Regions from separate parts of the Drosophila melanogaster genome. Here region 1 is linked to region 2. The links are chromatin contacts, called in public ChIA-PET maps. All regions are on one chromosome and are shown on one strand. Each heading gives the region's core, a stretch centred on a gene start, on an enhancer-like site or on the middle of the called end of the contact. The rest is flanking DNA. Distances are from core to core; before and after follow the strand shown.

Region 1 (4,569 bases), core at 935-3,434, 280 kb before region 2:
CCCTGCAACTGGAAGCGCATGGTGTTGGGTGAGTGGAGTGCTGCAAGCATCAGATATTCAGAACAAGCAGTAGATCACTAATTTGGTATAGCTTACTAATTTCTACTATTGATGTTCTGCAGGTGCCATTCTCCTCGCCTCAAAGGTGTGGGATGACCAGGCCGTTTGGAATGTAGATTACTGCCAAATACTCAAAGACATCACCGTGGAGGACATGAACGAGCTGGAGCGCCAGTTCCTCGAGCTGCTGCAGTTCAACATCAATGTACCGTCCTCGGTGTACGCCAAATACTACTTCGACCTGCGCACGCTCGCCGAGGCCAACGAGCTCAACTTCCCCACGGAGCCGCTGTCCAAGGAGCGGGCCCAGAAGCTGGAGGCCATGTCGCGTGTGATGCAGGACAAGGTCACTGCCGAGGCACTGAAGAATGGGATCAAGAAGTGGTCCTCCATGGACAACATCAGTCAGGGCGGGCCGCGACGCAGCGTGGCCATACTATCGTGATTTATATTAGCTTACTAAAACCGAACAACCAACCAACAGCAGCAATGAGATCCGTACTCTGTAGTCCGTAGTCCGATCGAACGTCATTTGAGAACCGTAGCTCTGCGCTGAATCAGATTTTGCACACAGATTCAGATACATTTCGTAGGCCACCCGGTTGCATAAGCTTTTGCGGGTGGCTTTTTAGCCAGCACACAGACTCTAAAAGGAACACCCAAATACGTGCAGAAAGAATCACAGTCTTATATACAATATATACATACACGAAGAAAAGCGTTTTAACCACACGTCTCGAATTAAGGACCACTTTTTACATATACGTACATGCGATCGATGTATGTAAGCGAAACTACCGATGCAGTCATGGATTTGGATGATGATTTTAAACAGAGACACAGAAGTACTACTACAGCAACGCGTAACCAATTGCCAAACGAAAGATCACAGAAGCAGAAAGAGATACAGAAACCTAAACCGAACAGTAGAGAATTGTTTGTACAAAACGGCTTAAATAATATTGTAATTGACTTGGCCACCTAATCCAGCTGGCATCTAAGCAATTTAATCTCAACGGTTGGCCACGGCCACCAAATTGTCATTTACTTAGCGCGTCCGCGCCCAAAAAAAGAAAAGAAAAACATTTCCCTGTACATTTGTTACGAATTTAATTTGTTTACCTTACATCCATGTTTTCTTAATAACTCAATATGATTTCGTGTGATTCTTATATAGTTTCCATTTAGCTTTATATACGATGAACGATATTCGGCTTCCCCGCGTCAGGCTTCAGGCACAAATCGATTTTCTGGGGGCGCGGCCTGCGGCAAGTTGATTTGTTTTTTTTTGGTTCTTAGCATTAGAAAAACAAACAAAATCCGAGCGAGAGTTGCAAGGAGCACAGCGCAATATTAACCCAAAAGATTTGTGAGTAAATTAATGTACTAGACATATAAGGATACGAATTATATGCAAAATGTATTTTATTTTGTAATTTATTTTACGATAAAGCTAAATAAAAGCAAATCAAAGAAATAGACTTTCTATAACTTAGTTTTTGTCACTTTTTTTTCGAAAACGTGGGTTTTGAAAACGAAAGCGCGCTTATTCGAAGTCAAAAACATGGCCATATGAAACAGAAAGTTTTTGAAACATTTTTTTTTTTTTATATAGAAAGGACTTCTGGCTATTCTATGTATAAAAACATTTTAGAAACATATCTTATTCTAAATAAGAAGATCGATCATAGGATTTCTTTCGAAAATCGTATAAAATGTATTGTATAATCCACTTATTTTCTTTCCCTCCCACAAAATATGGATTCAAAAATCTCGAACAAGATTATGTGGAAAAGTATTGATAATCACCTAAACACATTGATTTTCAACATTATAAATACTCCACTTGCAAATGCAAAAAAAAAACTCTTTAGAAATAGTCAAGATCCTACTATTTAAGTTTATACTTTCAGAAAATCTTATAATTCCAATTACACTTTATAACTTATTAAATTTACGCTGCTAATTATTTTTATTATTTATAAAATACTTTACGAAAAACTTAATTTTCAAAGCTATCGACGCAGTGCCATCCCTAATTTGGTATTTTTGTGTATTTGGTATATTTCAAAATTACATTGAAAATAAAGCAGCCCGGTCACACTGCCAGCTCTGGAGAACTATCGATGTCATATCGATACTTCTTCCAGCTCTATACACTGCTTCTCTCGCTCTTCCGCCCGCAACTAAAACTCTGGATCCGCGTTAAATGTTAAGAAAATAAAGGCACCGCTCTAATTAAATGGCCAACCGCAAGTGTACAGTGCGCGCAATGCAGTTAGTGACCAGTGGAGAGTGATGTGCAAGATCGGGCCACGAAACCAAGATCGCCATTGAGCAATCCGGGAACGGCGTCTGTTGAAAAGGGACGCTGCTGCAGGCAGAAAAAGGAGTGGTAGCTCGCTGGTCTATGGATAAAACGTAACTATATCGCTGGTGAGTGCAATTCGAATTGGCGACTCTTGCATTCGTATTCAAATTGGCCAATTGGACCCGGCCGAATTTGTGTGCTTAACCGTTTTGCCGCCTTTTTGTGCCCAAGCCCCGAAAAAGCAGCACAACAACGGGAGGGGGTTGGTGGAGGGAGCGGCGGAGACAGCGGCAGCAAATCGTTAATAAGAACAACGCAATCGCACGCACACACACACATGCGGGCTCGAGCACGCATTGTATCTGTATCTTGCGGTGTCTCTCGTAGTCGCTCTCGCTCTCTCGCTGCCTCCACACCTCTTGCCAGTGCTGGCCACTTGGATTCTCTCTAGCCAGTTTTTGTAATTGGAGTAAGTGCAGGTGCTGCTTGGCTAGTTATCTACTCTGAATGCTAAAAGTAGTTTAAGTTTTCATCTAATATAAAAATTTGTTGAAAGGGATACTTTAATCAGTAATTTATAAATGCTTTTTTGACTTTTTCCATTTGAATATAAGGTTATAAAGATTAAATTGAATTATTTTAATAAGTGTTTTAAATTTTCATGTATTCCGATCAGATAAACCGCCTTGTTATTAAAGTTATTTTTCTCACTGGCTTATGTAAATGTTAACTTTTTTTAGCATTGGATTGGGATTATTGGGCTTTTTACAGCTCTAAGCTAATCAACTCATTACCTGATATTTGTTATGCCTTTGCCATATTATTAAAAAAAACTTATATTTGATATTTGACTGTCAAATTTTCAATAAGATAATCAGATAGCCTTGTTATTATGCCACACTTAGGAAGTTCAATAAATAACTTTTAAATATAAGAGTCGAATCAATTGATCCCTCGTCAAAGCCAAACCGCCTGCACTGGCTCTCCCACTGGACTTTTGTGCTTTCGGCTGCCGCCCGAACGCGCCGCACGAAGAACTTTTACATCGGTCGCCTTTGCCTGCTCGCCTTCTGCTGCCTCCGCGTCTCATTCAGTTTTCAGTTTGCTTTGCTCTGTTCGCCGTTCACCACCGCCTCTCACCCGCGCGGCGTTTCGATTCTGATTGCCACTACTGTTGCACACACACACACACATTCGCCGGAGAGTGTGCCCGCCACCACCACCGTTGCAATATCAAGTAAATTTTCATATACTGGCGTCATAAGAACGAACCGAACAACCTTTTTAAAGCTTGTAAAAAATGCAGTGTTTTGTACGAGGGGAGAAGCTGCTAGAGGGGGTGGGTCGGATATGATGGGATGGGGAGAGGGACAAGTACCGGGGCTGATTGGAAACAATTGAGTTTATTTGTGAAATTCGCAGGCCAAAAAGAATGCGAGAATTATTAATCAAATGACTTTGCGGTCGACTTCGCTGTCAGTGTATTGGTGTGTGAGTGTTTTTGTGTGCGAGTGCGAGAGTATCTGTGTGTGCTTGTGTATGAGCTGCGCGCACATCCACAGCTACAGAGTTTCCATTAACGTCATCATCGTGTCATTCTTGCAAGTTTTAGAGCGAGAGAGGGCAGACGCAGGGTTGCATTTTTCTAAAATTTATTAACTATAGCACTTTAAGCGATCGGTGGCGCTTTCCGTATTGGCACTTTTTTCGCCGCCATATGTTAGAACCCAGCTCCCGATTCCAATTCCTTTAGCTTTTCCAATTGTGCTCAGATGTGTGCCTGTGTTTTGTTTAACAATTATGAAATGCACACTAATTGGCTGTAATGAAAATGTGACGGACGTTTCTCCAACTTGATCCTCCTTCTCCTCTCTCTCACTCTTTTTCCCATTCGATTCGCCGCTCTCTCGGTCGAAATTTGAGCGACAGCCAAACAAACTTAAAAATAAAAAGCGGCAGCAGCGGCAATAATTATAACTATAACTCGAGTTTCGGATCTCGGCATATAGAATGTGAGCCAAAAGGCAAAACTTGTATCGACGCGCCGCCTGTACTCGCTTGTCTCTCTCTCTCTCTCTCTCTCTCTGTCTCTCTTTCACGCTCGCTCGTTAGCTACTCTCTCAGCTTTCATTTTTTTCTGTCTCGCCTCCTCGCTTTATTTTGTACTTACGCTTTGCGATTCAATTCGTTTTTATTGG
Region 2 (4,083 bases), core at 1,281-3,780:
GCAGCAAATCCCCAGCTATCCTCGCCAGCAGATGCCACCTGGCTATGGCTTTGGATCGTATCCGGGCCAAGGCAGTGGAACGTACTACGCCAATGCCCAGGCCCTGCCAGCGGGAGCGGTTTACTATGCCCAACCACCCGTCGGAATGAATCGAGGAATCGGTGAGTACCTTGATATTAAAAGCTTCGATTTAAATAGCATTGGAAAATCAGAAAAGGCAAAAGACCATTAAGCATATACATATAATCGATATAAGACTTATTAGGTTGCTAAATAAGTGACTACATTTATTTATTATGTGTGTGGCTCAATAGTAGTTACGTTAGCTTGGACGACGTTTTCCTTAACTTCCTTACTTGTAGTGAACTAGATAGCTTGAATTAAAATCTGTAAATTTTTGTAAATTCATAGCTTTAACAATGCAGCTTTATTAATGGAAACAGATTGTTACTTTTCTAATGCAATTAATTGCTCTCACATTGTCTAGTTTCTAATCTACTTTGACGATTTCAACCCATTTTACTTTTTCACTCATTTTTTACGCCGAACAGGTACAGGAGATTTCCTCACCGGAATGCTGGCGGGTCACATGATGAACAACGTTCTGTTTGGCCACCGACACCATACGTACCATAGAAATCCGGAGGAGGGCCAGTCGTCGCCCCAGGGAAATGGTCGACAGATCATCATCGTCAACAATGGTCAGCAGGAGGGAGTTTTGCACAATGAGACCACTATTTCAGGAGAATCCTCCGCAGTGGTCCCCCCGGAAAATCCCCTAACGGAGGAGGATGACGTAGAGGGGCAGGGCGAAGGTGACGGAGGAAGTGAAGCTGTTTCCAGTGAGGAATCCACGGAATCGGAGGCAACTCCTCAGCCCTATCCAGATGGTGGCATCATTTGCTTTCCCATCATGCTAAACGAAACAGATCCCGAAAACTCGGAGGTGATGCGAGAAGTGGAACGGGTCGTTTGCTTTCCAGCTCCACCCCACAATCCGGGCAATTTCCAACCCACCATAACCACTGAGCCACCCATCGTTGCCGGCGATATTGTTGGTCGTGCAGATGATGGTACAGAAGTTGGTGGTGGTGATGAGGTCAGCCATGCAGGTACTCCCGTGGATGTGGCCAACTTTGTAGCTGCAAGAAATGATGAAGTCGAAACGGATTCTACTAAAAACTAAGTTAAATAAAGCGAACTAAAGATTTAAACTTGTTCGGTATGTGCATTTGGCATATAAATGGTTGTAGACCGTTAGCAAACGGAAAAAATCATCAGGGAACTGTTTCTGGAAAAATTTATATTAAAGAACTATCAAGTTTAATTTTTACCTTGTAAAATGCAAAGAAATTTTAAAGGACTTTTCTGTCGTGAGCACACAAACAGTTTGACGCAAGTCAGTAAATAGAACCAAAATAGAACGCACGTCAGAGACTCCTTTGTGCTTCATCGGAATGTTCATATTTGTCAAAGGGCTTGTCCCGCTATAAAAAAGGTGAAAGCACACTGGGAATAAAAATGCAACTTTAATATGATATTTTAGGGATCTGGTAACTACAATCTGGTTGTTCACATTAAATGAGGTTGTAACAGCACGAGCATCATCCAGTCAAAGAGAAAATGCTTTTGAAATTTTGACTTTTCCATTGATAGTTTATACATCTTAAATGCTTTTTTTACCAAACTACCAAACCAAAAAATCGAAATACCCCATTAAACTGCAAGTAATGGGTATTATCAAAACAAAAAACAAAGCGACACGAGCTCAAAACTCACCCACAAACAAAAACCTTTTGTAACGGTGATCGTGCGATGATCCAACAAGAGCAATGAAGCTCACTTGGCGCTCATTAGATCCAAAACAACACCTACAACAAAAGCATCCACTGAGCTACACAGTGGTTAAAGGGTAGTGAATATGGCGAGAGGTTTTGTCATTCATAAGTTTTAAAGCCGAGTTTCAGGGATCATTTTAGGAAAAAAATAGTTGGGAACAATTTAGTTAAAATTCGCTTAAAACATCAATCTTGCAGCACACATTTTTTGTACTACAAGTACAAGCGTAAATTATTTTCCAACTGAGATGAGCATGAGATGATGATGAGTAATATCAAAAATTCACTTGGGACACTAGAAATGCTGAATTTAAGAAAATTTATTGCCAAAGGAACAATAACAACGTCAAGTATCTCAAAATTGCACAGAAAAAAACGGCCAAGTGACTATATATAAAAAGCATTCGGTGCATCCTAGCATTTCATATTTTAAAGTTAATAATAAATTAACTAATTAATTAATTAATATTAATGTTTTAATCAATATTTTACTGTTTATTTACTAATATTATACTGTCATTGTCTTTTTAGTTATACGTGCTGTTAAGGCTTGTTAAGGCTGAAGTTAAAGTTTGAATGAATTTTTTAAACTGCACACCAAGTTTCGCACAGTGTACTGACCACCGAGTTGCTCTCGCGGTCGTCGCTCACGAGAAAAACGCAAAACACGAGCGGTTGGTTCGCTGGCATAGCTCAGTTGTTCGAGAAACTTTGCACGACACAAAGCGAATATCGCACGCGGCAAAACAGCAATCGGAATAAAACAGATAGCCCGAGTAAATATTAAAATAAATTTAAGTTTATCACATTTTAAGCTGAGGGTGTTGTGAGTGCTATATGTCAAAATCTGATTCTCAAAAATGTACTACAGCTCCATTTGTTTATAGTTAGAAGTGTAATTTCCTTGGTTTAAACACTAATTGCGGTGGTTGCTTTTGTTTATATCTTTTTTTGCAAACATTGCCCGACTTGAAGGTCACTCAAAAGCAAAAGTAAAAAAGTTTGTTTGTGAAATTGCGTTCAAATATAAAAGAAGCCATACATATCAAATAGCTTTTTTCAATCGAAATCAATAGACGCGTTTTTAACTCCTCCCTTCTAATTAATTTTAATTATTTCGCATAGTAACATGCAGATGTATGTAATTAATCTGCATTCATATGTATGTCTTCAATTAATACTAGTTGATTCTTTTCCTAATAAAATGCACTCAACAGGTTGATTTGGAATTGTAAAGGCACCGTGGGTTAGAATACCTCGAAATGGGGAAATAATCAATTATGCAAATGTATGTTTTATACATATACGTATATAACAATTTTATATCCAGCCTTCAAACATAATAAAAAATATATAAAATTAAAAATAATAATTACATGATAAGGGCACAAAGCAATCTCTATAAGATCATGCCTGTAGAAACAGCTGCCCCATCTCATTAGTTAGGCAAATAAAATTTTATATAAGCCCATTTAGTTTTGAGAGCAGCTGACCAAATGGCAAATAAAACCGATTCGTGCCAAAAATGTTTTCCACGAGGCACCCACTCAAAAACACACGTAACTAACCGGCTTTCGAGCATGTGTGTTGATTTCTTTTTGGAATGAGTCTTTGAATTTCTTCCATTTATGATATAAGTCTTCTCCAAAAATAAACTCTTTTGAAGGCCCAGTAAATAAGTGATTCACTTATTATTGAGCAACTCATTTGCATTAAAACGTTGTACTTGAAATACGCAATAATCTCAAAAAGCTTTGACATCTGACATGAAATCTGCGATTAGCAAGCGATTTCTAGACTTAATCTAGTAATGGGTAATGTGAGCAATATATGTACGTACAGCGCATATTATTTAAAGTCCCATCAATGATGGTTATTACATTTTCCGAAAATTATTGAAGGTTTGGGTTGAAACAACTTTGTCATCGAACCCACGCCAATCTCTTAGTGTTTTGCCATTTGACACTAGCGATAAGCTTAGTATTTCAAGAACGAATAAGCAAGAATTGTTATTAAGATGCTCCAGAACTAGTAAAATTCGTAGAAATCGAAAGTAAGCAAACATGAGATAAGCGATTTCGTGTTGAGCCGCTACAATTTCCCCACTGACGTCATAGCTGCGCATGCGTTGCAGTTCAGTGCTTCGATGAGTCATCAAACCAGTCTATCATGTTTTTAGCATCACTCGCAAGTTACAGCAGGTGCATGTGTCAGTTCCAAACAAAAGTTTACTTATAATTGCATG

The links. ChIA-PET counts read pairs in DNA pulled down with a chosen protein or histone mark.
Region 1: an RNA polymerase II ChIA-PET map of the S2 cell line shows a contact between it and region 2, with 9 times the contacts expected there. The contact joins the promoter of crol here to the promoter of CG31705 in region 2. A contact is called at or near these places in 29 of 107 Hi-C or Micro-C datasets (the Clone 8 cell line, the D17-c3 cell line, the Kc167 cell line and 7 more) and 6 of 6 datasets of contacts at active chromatin or transcription factors (the Kc167 cell line and the S2 cell line).

The regions. Positions count from the first base shown.
Region 1 is chr2L:11,807,053-11,811,621 of dm6, reverse strand. crol (crooked legs) reads left to right here and starts at 2,184. Exons shown (of 8, transcript NM_164971.2): 1 at 2,184-2,496. CycY (Cyclin Y) reads left to right here. Exons shown (of 3, transcript NM_001273465.1): 2 at 1-28; 3 at 123-1,530. The coding sequence ends at 505.
Region 2 is chr2L:11,526,652-11,530,734 of dm6, reverse strand. It overlaps CG31705, which reads left to right and starts at 2,530. Exons shown (of 3, transcript NM_205965.2): 1 at 2,530-2,614. CG31706 reads left to right here. Exons shown (of 2, transcript NM_001273458.1): 1 at 1-161; 2 at 552-1,697. The coding sequence ends at 1,186.